Regions from separate parts of the Sus scrofa genome. Here region 2 is linked to region 1. A link is a contact called in public Hi-C data. All regions are on one chromosome and are shown on one strand. The core of a region is the stretch at or near the end of the contact, and the rest is flanking DNA. Distances in the headings are between cores, read along the strand shown.

Evidence for each region. Hi-C and Micro-C count contacts between places; a contact is called where the count stands out from the background.
Region 2: a contact with region 1 is called in a Hi-C map of embryonic fibroblasts, with 1.6 times the contacts expected there. The contact joins two enhancer-like sites. A contact is called at or near these places in 3 of 47 Hi-C or Micro-C datasets (embryonic fibroblasts, fibroblasts and retroperitoneal adipose tissue).

What each region holds. Positions count from the first base shown.
Region 1 is chr1:206,279,704-206,285,858 of Sscrofa11.1, forward strand. All of the region lies in intron 4 of BNC2 (zinc finger protein basonuclin-2), which reads left to right. Among named protein-coding and RNA genes, the nearest start is that of BNC2, 360 kb to the left of the region's middle. Within about 2 kb of position 2,903, at least 7 of the 83 cell types and tissues checked have an H3K27ac peak or open chromatin away from gene starts, as enhancers often do. A contact at or near this core is called in embryonic fibroblasts, where this site is marked.
Region 2 is chr1:206,602,982-206,609,352 of Sscrofa11.1, forward strand. No RefSeq gene overlaps it. Among named protein-coding and RNA genes, the nearest start is that of CCDC171, 540 kb to the right of the region's middle. Within about 2 kb of position 4,025, at least 4 of the 83 cell types and tissues checked have an H3K27ac peak or open chromatin away from gene starts, as enhancers often do. A contact at or near this core is called in embryonic fibroblasts, where this site is marked.

The DNA.
Region 1 (6,155 bases), core at 1,653-4,152:
TTCCTTGTGGCCTCCTGGAACTTCTGTACATGAGCAGGTTCAACTGGAGAGGAAAGGCTAGACTTCATCCTATAGAGGTTATTGTAGCCAAAGGAAGTCCATGTCTCTCCTTTGGACTTCCTAGAGGAAAATTTCTGAAGGTAATTTAATGTGGTCCTTAGATTTTGGTCCCAGGGGTTTGTATCATCAGCCCCTATCAACAAACAGTGTCTACTGACAGATGAGGTTATCTGTCCTCTTCTGCAATGAGAGTCCTTTAGCTCCACCTGGAAGGACACTAGGCACAGTCTTGGGTATTATGTGTCAAAGCCCAATTCTGTCTCTTACCACCAAATGTGTGAATTTGACCAAATTACTTAACCTTGATGGTGATGAACTTCACTTTTCCTTTCCTTCCTGTAAAATATAGATGATTATATCCACCCCATAGGGTTGCAAAAAAAGGGGAGGGGGAAATAATGGTAGAATGAGGCCCTGACACAAAGTAGCAACTCCACACTGGCAGCCACGGTTTCCATTGTTGCTAGCAGCCATGGCAGCCTGGGTTGGCCTTCTGACCTGTCCTCTGTTTGCTTGGTGAGCAGTATTCCCACCTAGAATGTGCTGTGTCTTGAGTCTAGCCAAGAACTCTTTAGCCACTAAAGAACAAGAAACCCCCAGATGTAATGTTGCCTCTTTTTATCCAAAGAGATGCTTCTCTTCTCTGAATCCCTACATCCTAAGACAAAGTTACCTTCTAAATCTGCTATGATTTGGCAAAATCTCCAAACTAGTAGAAAAGGTGAATTCCTACCTTTTGAGACTTTTACATTGGAGTCTCCAGAGTCCTAATCCCTTGCCCTTGAGCCCTTCATCTAGGACTGTACCGCAGAATCACCTCCAAGTCCTAGCATCCCTTTTGTTGGTTGCATAATGCACTGGGGTTTATTACACCAATGAAGGCTAAACCTCTGAGAGACAAAGAGACCCTAGTCACTGCTCTCTGCCACATGGTAGTGACAGTTAAGAAGAGGGCTGGCCAAGGGAACATTTACCCCTCTTTAAAAGAAATGGGGGGAGTTCCACAGTGGAAATAAATCTGACTAGGAACCATGAGGTTGCGGGCTCAATCCCTGGCCTCGCTCAGTGGGTTAAGGATCTGGTGGTGTCATAAGCTGTAGTGTAGGTCGCAGATGTGGCTCGGATCCTGCGTTGTGTGGCTGTGGTGCAGGCTGGCAGCGGTAGCTCTCATTTGACCCCTAGCCTGGGAACCTCCATATGCCATGGGTGTGGCCCTAAAAAGCAAAAAAAAAAAAGAAAGAAATGGGGGTAAAACTCTTGCATATGTCCCTCTAATCTGACAGTTCTGCAAGCAGTCTTCTCTTCTCAGTGTAGGACATGTTAGTCATGCATCTGTTTTCTGCTTTTCCCATTAGGCTATATGATAGAGACATTTGTTTTCTGGTCTTAGCAAAATATGATTTCTCTTCCTTTTTATCTCAAATCTCATATAACAGAGTTTTAAAGAGAGTAAAATAAATAGTAGTAAAGAAGGGGCATTGCCTTTTTGCATAAAAGTATGTTTTCTATTTTAAATATTAGTTTTTATTATAATGTCTTTACAAAGAATTCAAGCTACATAGAAGTGTATAAAGTAGATGATAAATATCCTCTTGTAGTGGAGCTCCCATTGGGGCTCAGCAGAAACAAATCTGACTAGTATCCATGAGGAGCCTTGCTCAGTGGGTTAAGGATCTGGCGTTGCTGTGAGCTGTGGTATAGGTCACAGACATGGCTCGGATCTGGCATTGCTGTGGCTTCCCTACCCAGGGAACCTCCTTATGCCATGGGTTTGCCCCAAAAAAGACACAAACACACAAAAAATCCTCTTCTATTGTACCTCCTTGGTGAATTTTATGCTTAAGAATTAACTGGGCCCTATTACCCAGTTTTTTAGTATTCTTTCCAGACCAGCCAGTGCTTAAAAGGATTTGGTGCTCTACAAAGCAAAAAAAAAAAAAAAAGAGAATTTGGTGGAAACCCTGATGTGGGATATTTGTGCCAGTTAGGACTGGTCTACAAATCTCAGCTACTGTTGAGAATTATACCATCATCTAGTACATTGATCGGCTTCAAAAACTTAGTGCCATATGACTCTGTTGTCCCCCTTTGGATACCACAATTAATATGATAACATCAAGGCTGTTATTCTTCACCTCGTTTGTATAAACACCCCAGACTGACTGACTTTCAAAAATGAGCTAAATGACATGATTTTTTAATCTCCTCTAAGCTTTGGAGGAAGGAAGTAGACAAATGAACTTTATACCACTACAAATAAAAATAAAATCTGTTTTCCATCACAGGGATGTCAGGTCAGGTATATCCATTTATTTAAGTCTTTTATTTTGGTGTCATTGTCATTGTAAATTCCAGCATATAGGATTATTTTCCTCTTCTTTCTGGCAAGGAATACAATGTAAAATACATTGTATTCCTTGTATGATAAGAATTGAGCTAAAATTTCTGGCAGCTATACTTAATGGATGACAAAAACTTGAATGAAGTAACACAAATATTGCAGTAAATGCCAGTATTTCAGTGTATGTTGGCACATCCCTGCCTTTCATTTTGCTAGGATTGACTAACATTTCATTGCCTTGCCTATGTTTAAAAAAAAAAAAAAAAAAGGAAAGAAATTACCTTATAGGGGTATGCAAACTCCTGAGGTTTCTCAGCCGTCAGCCCAGCCAAGTTGCCTACTCCAACCCACTGCTTCACTCCTTAACACACAGATCCTTATACACAACAGTAAATAACTCTCAATAAATTTGAATCTTATCGCAATCTAAAGACACCACTATCATTATGGAGGAATGTTGTTAGTCTGCAAAACCTCAGTTTAGAACAACACAGCAGTATCCAAACTTTTTGGCTTCATCTGGATATCGTTACTACATGCATTGCTGCTGCATTCCTGGGTGCCATTTATAGAGTGATTTCTTAAACATCAGTTGTGTCACAGTGCAACTGATCGCTTTAAAACTGTTTTGCTCTTGTTCCTCAGAATCAAAGAAACTCAAAACATCTAATTATCATTGACTTCATTTAGAATGAGAAGCACCTGATTATCTTACTACATTTGGAATAAGTATAAAAGATGCTTCTCACCTGACAGATTGAGCGTTTTAAAACTATCTGGGTGAACACGTATTTTTATTTTCTCACTTTTTTGTTAAGATGTAATTACAAAATCTTTTTTTTTTTTTTTGTCTTTTTCTATTTCTTGGGCTGCTCCCGTGGCACATGGAGGTTCCCAGGCTAGGGGTCGAATCGGAGCCGTAGCCACTGGCCTATGCCAGAGCCACAGCAACGTGGGATCCGAACCGCATCTGCAACCTACACCACAGCTCATGGCAACGCCGGATCCTTAACCCACTGAGCAAGGGCAGGGACCGAACCCGCAACTTCATGGTTCCTGGTCGGATTCATTAACCACTGCGCCACGACGGGAACTCCTAATTACAAAATCTTAGTAGGAGAGTTTTCAAATTACTTCTGATTGAAATGGTAAAAAAAAAAAAAAAAAAGCAGTACATTTATTGAACCCAGCTTATTTTGTGTGCTTCTTTCTATACAAGGACTGTGTATACTAGAAAGAACTGGCTATTAGGTGTAAGTAAAGAATCTTTGAGTCCTTACCCTGGATCCTGGGGTATTCAAGGGATGTAGATGTGTAATATCTAATTTCTAATGTCTTTGATGATACATAAGAAATCTCTATCTCAGTTTATGTATGACGATCTCATGTGTTTCCTTGGGACCTGCACAGTTGTTATCCATGCTAGACTCATGTCTTCAGAAGACAGAATTAGTGAGTGTATTTAGAATTTTTTTTTTTTAAGTGCCCCATAATCTAAGAGGAATCTTAGCTTTCAACTTGCAAAGGCACCTCACAGTACAGATCAATATGGCATCACAGAGACAGTGCCCACACCAGCCCTGTCTTGGCAGAAATTTTTTCAAAAAAGAAACACAAAGAAAATGCATGTTAATGTGGCTGAATATTCATTAGAACCCTGTGGCCTGGGGCTAGAAGCACAGTGAGGCTGTGTGTTTACCAGGCCACTGGAAAGGCAAGAGGGCAGAAGACACTTATAAACAGTGGCGCAGCACAAGCAGTGTTGTCTTTGAAAAGTTTTCATTTTCTCTTGAATCAGCTACAGTCTCTTACTTAAGGTCACTGCAGTTTGCAATCTTTGGCAGAAGGCTTCTTCCTTTTTTGGTCGTGGCAGTCTGACTCCCCCCCCCCCCCCCCCCGATTTGGAAGTGTTTTCCTCTCAAACTGCCATTATCTCCCAAACCTGTTTCATGTTATCATTGTCAGATGCCTCTTCTCTGAGTTTCTTAGAACAAAATGTGATGATATATATATATATATATATATATATATATATGATATTTTTTAAAGCATAGAATTGAAAGTCATATGGTTATGATTTGAGAATGTCAAGCTTGATTTTTTTCAGAGTTTAAAAAAAAAAACCTCGTACCTTTTTCTCTGGGCAGTGAACTCGCTGCAGAAACATCAAAGAGAATGTGTAGTGGATCAAGGTGATTTTTTTTTTTTTCGACCACATCATTGCCAGCTGTGGTGTTTATGATTAGAGGCAGGCGTTCCAGACACCTCTGAGTCCTCACTAAGCGTCAGATCTTTAACAGGATCCATCCCAACTGAGTGACACTAAACAGACAGCCAGAGGGGAGTTGGTGGGATGGAAGAGGGAAGGGCACGGGGTTGGGGGAGGCTTTGGTGCCCCGTGTACTCACCAGCCAAGCTCTGTAACAAACTCCACTAACGCCAGGCTGCAGGCTGCCCAGAGGCCCCATAGCATGCCTTTCAGCCCGGCTTTCATTAGCCAGGGGGATGACTAGAGCCCAGCAGACAGTCATTGATCCTTTCTTGCTGGGCACAGGGGTGAACATTGTTCAGGTCACAGCCCAGTCGGCTTTGAAGCAGCTCTGTTTCACCGCTGTCAGCCACTGACCACTGGCTTTCAGGAGCTGACATAATTCCCTCTCAGATCTCTGTGCTCTGCTCCATGCAGCTAACCACATTAAATTCTCTCTAGATGTTGCCTCCACTCGCAGTATTAACACTTGTTTACTGGTCCTGTTGACAGAAGCATTCTGCAAATAGCCAGCAGTTCTGATAGCTGTGCGTGGAAGGGGATGTTCTTTCCTGCCTCCTGTTCCCTTCAGGGTCAGGGTAACTGGCAGGCTGATTTGCTAGCTTCAAAAAACAGGATATGCTGCTAGAATCAGGAGTCAGTGCCACAGGTTTGGAGGTGAATATTTGGTAATTATTAATCTCAAGATGATAAGGCTTATTCCTGTGAAGGCCATTGTCAGTAAAAAAAGAAGGGTTTTATTGATAACTACTTCTTTTTCAGAGTGAAAGACTTTTTTTTTTTTTTTTTTTTTTGATTTCTGAAAAGCATCAGGAGATGCATCCTGTACCAAGGGAGAGCCTTGTGACTTTAGAAACTAAGATCCTTTAGGAAAAAAAAATGTAATTACAGAGTTAGAAAACAAACCTTGCTTGCCTGTTGGTAGAGGAACAGTGAGATTTATAAGTTAAACATCTATGAAAGAAAGAGGAATGTAAGTTTATGAATTTAATTTCAAAGAGTGATATAGATAATAGATTACTAGTACAGAGCTGCTATAATGAAGCTCTCTTTGATGATCAGTTCCTTCTTCTTCTTCTTTTTCTTTTTTAAAGGAATCATTTAAGCAATTAGATACCTAAGCTGGGTGAAAACCAGATGATGAAAACATGTAGGATTCTAGCTTCTGCTCCTCGGTTTGTTCTTCCTGCTCTGCACCCCCATGTCCTCCTTCCTTTTTTATCCTCCAAGTTGACTTAGCTGCTCATATCCTGGCTATTGGTTATTTTGGCAGCTCTCCTCCTTGAATGGTGGAAGGCACAGGGGCTCTTTGCACAGCTGGAATGTGAAAGTTAGACTGAAGCCCCCCAGAATTGTCAGGCTGTGTGGCCTGGGGGTCACAGAGGTAGTAAACCATCCCTTGGAAACCAGATGACTCCAGAACCATCAGGTCAGACCTGCATTCTTGGCTGGTGGTACTTCCATGAAGGCTTGGACCAGAGCGTA
Region 2 (6,371 bases), core at 2,775-5,274, 320 kb after region 1:
ACACCTCTCTGACTCTGAAAACCAGACAACAGTAAACACTTGGGTGGTACTCGCCACCTTGTCTTCTGACCGTGAACTCGCTTGCTCACTCTGGGTGCGTGTATGTGCTTGTGCATGCAGAGCAATTAAAAAGGAAGCCCAAAGACGGAACAAATCAATATTTACAGATTCATAATCAGTTCCTTTCCATATATTTATTTATTTTCTCTTTAGCCACTAAAGAAACAACAGCAAACTTGCAGGGAGCAGTTGTTGCCAGAGGGTGAATCATGGCTATATTGATTTGATTATGTAAAAGCTCAGAGGAACCTAAAGCCAGATACAGAAATATCTCATAGCCCTGAACCCTATGGGACACACACTAGTAAAAAAGCAATCTTTATATTGTTCCTGATAAAAGCATCATTAGTTTCCTCACAGTGAAACCATTTCTCTGCTGATACAGTATATGGTTTTCTTTTTCTCTAGAATCCACTCAGACATAATTAACACTCAGTTACTAGACTTGAGGTTCCCTGGGGTGAGCTGCTCAAGTTGGGGAGGGGTGTGGGGGCTAGAGATGGGAAGAAAGAAAGACTGAGAGAGGAGAGGGAAGGAGGGAACAGAGGAGGGGGGTATGGTATTGAACCAATCCATCTTTGGCCTTCCTGAGCACACCCCCAATAGCCTGTACTGAGCAGCAAGACGAGTGTCAGCGCGGTGGCGCCCTCTGCTGGTCCTGCGTATCATCCTGGCTGCCAAGCAAGCTGGTCGCCCCTTCCTGAGGGGCCATCACCCAGCCATCACCTTCCAGGGAGAGAAGCCTGGACTGACACTTCTGCAGTTAGACATATGCCCACGGTCATGCTCACAGTGGATGCTAAAAGGCAGCAGCAACAGCGTTTTCTGTTTCCTTTCCCTGGTCTGCTTGTGGGCAGCAGCAACTTGAAAAGACTTGTATACATAGTGTTTCTGAGGACAGCACGGCTGGCCTTGAATGAGGTCTTAAAATTTTAAGTGTTTGGGGTAGTGGAACCTGGTGGGCCCTCTCAGGTCTCTAGTTCCTGACCAGATGGGTTAATACTTATGAGCTGGGGCTGGGGCGGGGGTGGGGATCCTGGCCACCCATGGGATGGGCTATGGGTTTGAGGGACCAGCACACCAGGGGACTCTGTGGTCCTCTCTTACTGTGCATCAGCCTCTTTAAAGAGGTGGAAGAATCACCAATCGTACTGCTCCTCCTGTGGATTTTGGGGCAAATAGTGGCTCTTTCAGGAAAAAAAAAAAAGGCTTTGATTTTAGAATTCTCTCTTTACTTTTCCTCTTAGTTTCATCTTCCTCTGGTTCAAGGAGAAGGGTGATCAGAATCATTCAGGAGACAAGAGAGGACCAGGTATTGCTGAGGCAGAATGAATCCAGATGTGGATATGGATTCACTAAGCAGGGAGAAACCAAGTCACTTTAGGAGTTTATTCTAGCACCTTCTACATACATTAGCAAGCCCATGGCTGCATACACACACATGCACACAATGGGCATAAAAATATGAACACATAAACACTTTCACACACAACCAGAACCACATGTGTGCAGACTTCCAAACACATATATACATATGTCTTAATGTAATCCCATATGGACTGCATCTTAGATCCTTGGCCTCGCCCTCACCCATCTTCCTCCCTCTGTTGCCCCCAGAGCTCATGTTTCTGTGGGAAAAAACCTCCTGTTGGTGTCTTCATGTTGCTCCATTGTTCCACCCTGAGGACCCTTCCAGGGGCCCTTTCCCAGCCAGCAAAAGCTCTGCACTCGCACCAGCACCAGATCGCTGCATGCTTGTTACTTTAGAGGAATCTCAGGGGTTTATAAGAAAGACCTCTGGAAAGACAGGGGCAGAGCTCTGCAGTCAGGCCAGTTTAGTGGTTAATGGCAGATTCCGAGCCAGACTATCTGGCCACACCCCAACTCACTGGTGTTGCTAGCTGCATGCCTCAGTTTCCCCATCTGCGAAATGGAGATACCACTAGTCCTTGGCCCAGGGAGGTGCTACAATCATGAAATAGGTTCATATTCAGAATCTGCCTGGAACAGTGCCTTTCAAGTAATAACTCCTATATAAATGATTGTCAAACAAAAGGTGTATAATGCAGGTGGGTAGCATTATTCTCGAGAGTAATCCTGGGCAATCACAAGGAATCATGAATAATTCTTCTTCCTCTATTTCTTACCAGGTAGAAGAAGGAGAAACACACACACAAAGATGATGACCAGATGCTTCAGACTCTTTCTATCCTGGGGATCCTTTTACTGGATCTCATTGATCATCTCTCTCTGTTTTTTATTTTTGTTTTTGTTTTGCTTTTTAGGGCCACACCCAGAGCGTATGGAGGTTCCCAGGCTAGGTGTTATTGGAGCTACAGCTGCCGGTCTACACCACTGCTTATGGCAATGCTGGATCCTTAACCCTTAACCCACTGAGCGAGACCAGGGGTGGAACCCACATCCTCATAGATCCTAGTCAGGTTTGTTAACTGCTGAGCCATGAAGGGAATTCCTTGATAATCTCTTAATTATATGTTGTAATAGCATTTTAACCTGTGGCAAGTCACTTTGGACAGCAGTCTCTTCACCTGCAAAGCCTCTGAGATGATTTTTTAAGACTAGTTTTAGTATAGATTAAGACCAGATACAGACAATTTTCAAACCTCATTTCTTTTTTCTTTTTATGGCCACACCTCGGGGCACATGGAAGTTCTGTGCTAGGGGTCACATCAGAGCTGCATCTGCAGGCTTATGCCATAGCCACAGCAACACCATATCCAAGCCACATCTGTGACCTGCACCACAGTTTGCAGTAATGCCAGATCCTTAACCCACTGAACGAGGCCTGGGATCAAATTCACATCTTCACAGAGACAATGTTGGGTCCTTAACTTGCTGAGCCACAGTAAGAGTCCCTCAAACCTCATTTTTAACACCAGTTGCAACCTCTTCCATCTAACCCCACCCCTACTTAAAAAAATTAGAGCTGTTAAAAAGTCGAGCACTTGACTGCTTTAGCTCCCTTTTCTTCTTTTTTCTTTCCCACATGTTCTATTGGATGCATAACCAGCAGTGAAATAGCAGAAAGTGGGGTGATCAGGGTCATGAGATAAGTCAACCAATGGACTTTACATAATCTATGCATTAGGATCAAAGCCAGATGGAGATATGACAACTATAGTGGGAAGCCTCACAATTGAGTGTTCCTCCAAAATGATTTTCTTTAAATATCTGTTCAATATTGTGCAGAGGGGTGGGAGGAGAGGGAGAGGACAACAAACACCACTAGGCCCCTCCTCTGTTCTTCGAACAATTCTGCTTGGTCTCAAATTTGCATACCCTGCTCAGATAAACAAAACCTTGGCAGTCAACCAGACCTGCCCTCATTTGAAGACAAAGTGACATGCAACTGTTGAGAAACCCCAACCCACTGCAAACAGCATTTCTTTTAAATATTTCAACTACACAAATACTTCTGATAAATATAATTTTCTCCATCTTGTTATATTTCCAATAAGATCTAGCACCCCAGCAATGTTCTATGAAGCCCTTATGAAGAAGTGTCTCCAGAAATTGCACTCTGACTCACTTCTGAAGCTGGTTTTGATTAGCAGGAAAGTTTTCAACAGAAGTCTTTCTAGCTATGGGTCAGGAAGCTCCAAGACACTATTTGCCCGCACTCTTGTCTTCTGGAATGGCCCTGTATTCCTCTTGGAAGGTCTTCTCATTCCAGGAACAATCAGGAAGATGCATGATTTCCTAAGTTTACCTCCACACTCAGTGGCCAGAGCAAGCTTGGTGGTTTCCATAGGAAAATATTCTTTGCCCTCTTTTTCCTTCTCAGCCTCATTGACCTAACCTTGCCATCATAATGTGGACTTTAAGAACCCATGTCTTCTGTAGTGCCTTTGGGCCTTCACAGAAATATTAGAGCATGCACAGGGTTATTTTAGAACAAAGGAGTGCCTTACTGGATTCTAATTCTTTGAAAGTTAGTCATACATGGAGGACTTCTGTAGCAATCGTTTGTTAACCAAAATATTTAACTAACCACCATAACCTTACATAGTCAGGCTAGATAGGAGTTTTCTGTGTCAATGATGTGTTGCAATATGTAGCATCCTTCATGTAGAAAGATGGTTCTTGTCATTAAGATATGCTTTAAGGCTTCCTATCCAGCCCTAATAAAGTGAATGAAGTTTAACCAGCTTGACTGTAACCAGCCAAACATAGCAGTGGGACAGCTGGCCAGGTCAGAGCTGGCTGTGGTCACTGTCTATGGCATGGATCAAAGAAAAGGAAACTCAACCACGTTGGAAATGAACCTAAGACGCAACCTCATTCCCTGCATGCTTCGAGCAACACAGCTAACTAGACACAGGCAGACATAGATATTTTTCTCTTTCTTACACATCCACAACTGTTCCCTTCAAGGTCTATTTGGTACAGGAATTTCCGTTTGGAGATGGAGCAAAACCAGACTGTGGGCACGACCTGTGTAAAACTCAGATGTGAATATTACAGAAAGCTTGCTCACATCCACCAGAATGTATGAGAGGCCCTGTGGGAAAATCCCGGCAGCTCTCCACTCCCTAGCCTCAGTGTTCACAATTCGCTGTCCAGACTGTGTTCTGATATCTCTCTTACCTTGTCTTTTTTAACGAGCTCCTACTCATGCTTTACAGCCCAATTCAAATATCTCCTTTTTCAGGATGACTTTTACAACTCTCACCATCACCACCCAGGCAAAAGGAGGCTCCTCCTCTCTGGGTTCTTTCAGCTTTTGGTTTATGTTCCTTTCATCTCAGCTCCACCAGTTCCTTTCTGTCCTCATAAATCAATGGGGGTCAAATCAGTACCACCTCAGGGGGTTGCTATGACTTGCATGTGGAGCCCTTCTGAGAATGATAGGCTTACAGTGAGGGCTCAATAAATCTTAATACAGTTGTTAGAGCACTGGGTGCAGTGTGTTGTAATTATCTACTTGCTGTATTTGTGACTGTTCTCCTTAGAAGAATGACCATATATTTTCAAGGTACCTTCAGAGCAATCCTATAATCCACCTCTGATGAGGTATATAACTAAGGAAAATCTTCATCATTCTGGTTTCCTTACATGAATGTTAGAATCAAGCATTTCTTAAATGACTTTGAGATTCCTCAGTGCTCTAGTGGACCTGCATGGTGGTCATAAAATATGACCACAAATACTTTGATACCCCCTCCTTCAAGAAGTAGACCCTGATTCCCTCCCTAAATGTAAGTGTATTCAGCAACTCAAGTCTAATGAATGGAATGATGGTGTGACTTCCCAGATCAGGACATAAAAAGGCAAGGGCTTCCTCCTTGCTCTTTATCTTGGATCCCTTGCTATGGAGGGAGCCAGCTGCCATGTTGTAGGGATGTTCAAGCAGCCCCACGGTGGGGGGAAGGCCCATGTGGTAAGGAAGCAGGGCCTCCTGCCAACAGCCATGTGAATGGATCAGGTCACTGTGGAAGTGAGTCCTCTAGCCCCAGTCAAACCTTTAGATGCTACACCATTTAAGAGATCTTGCAGCCTCTAATTTCACCCAATAACACACTTGGGGTGTAATTTCTGTCTAACATTGATATGCCTTTTAGAAGAAGATGAGAAGGCAGAGAAGAGAGGTGGTAATTCCATGTATAGCTTTTCATCTTGGGGACAGAGTCATCTCTCGTCATCTCTCACCAGGGCTGGCCAGGTTGCCACTCATCTGGAGGCGCCATGGCCTCCTGAACTTCACCCAGGAGGTATCGGAACTACCATGATAAGCTGCTCCTCAACTTCTGACCCACAGAAAGGAAGATAATTCAAGTTTGGTGTTTTTAGTTTCTTTGTTTGTTTTTGTTTTGTTTTCTCTGTGCCCATGGCAAGCAGAAATTCCCAGGCCAGGGATTGAACCTCGCCACAGCAGCAACCAGAGCCACAGCAGTGATGATACCAGATCCTTAACCTGCTGAGCTTCCAGAGAAGTCCCTAATGTTCATTGTTTTAAACTACTAAGTTTTGGGTCAGTTTGTTATACCCCAATAGATAAGTAATATACATGACAACTAAATCAACGACTCGCTTTGATTTCTGTCTAACCTGTATACCTTTGAGAAGAAGATAAGGTGGAAAAGAGAGGTGGTAATTTCCTGTAAAGCTTTTTGTCTTGGGGACAGTCAACTTGTGTCATCTCTCACTAGGGCTGGCCAGACTGCCACTCACCTGGGGGCGCCATGACCTTCTAGTAGATGGCTCTCCTCAGATAGAGGAGTTGGCATGCTCAGGGGAACAAGAGGGCCCACTGCCTGCTCTTGCCCTGAACCCTCCTGGCTGCTGGCCAC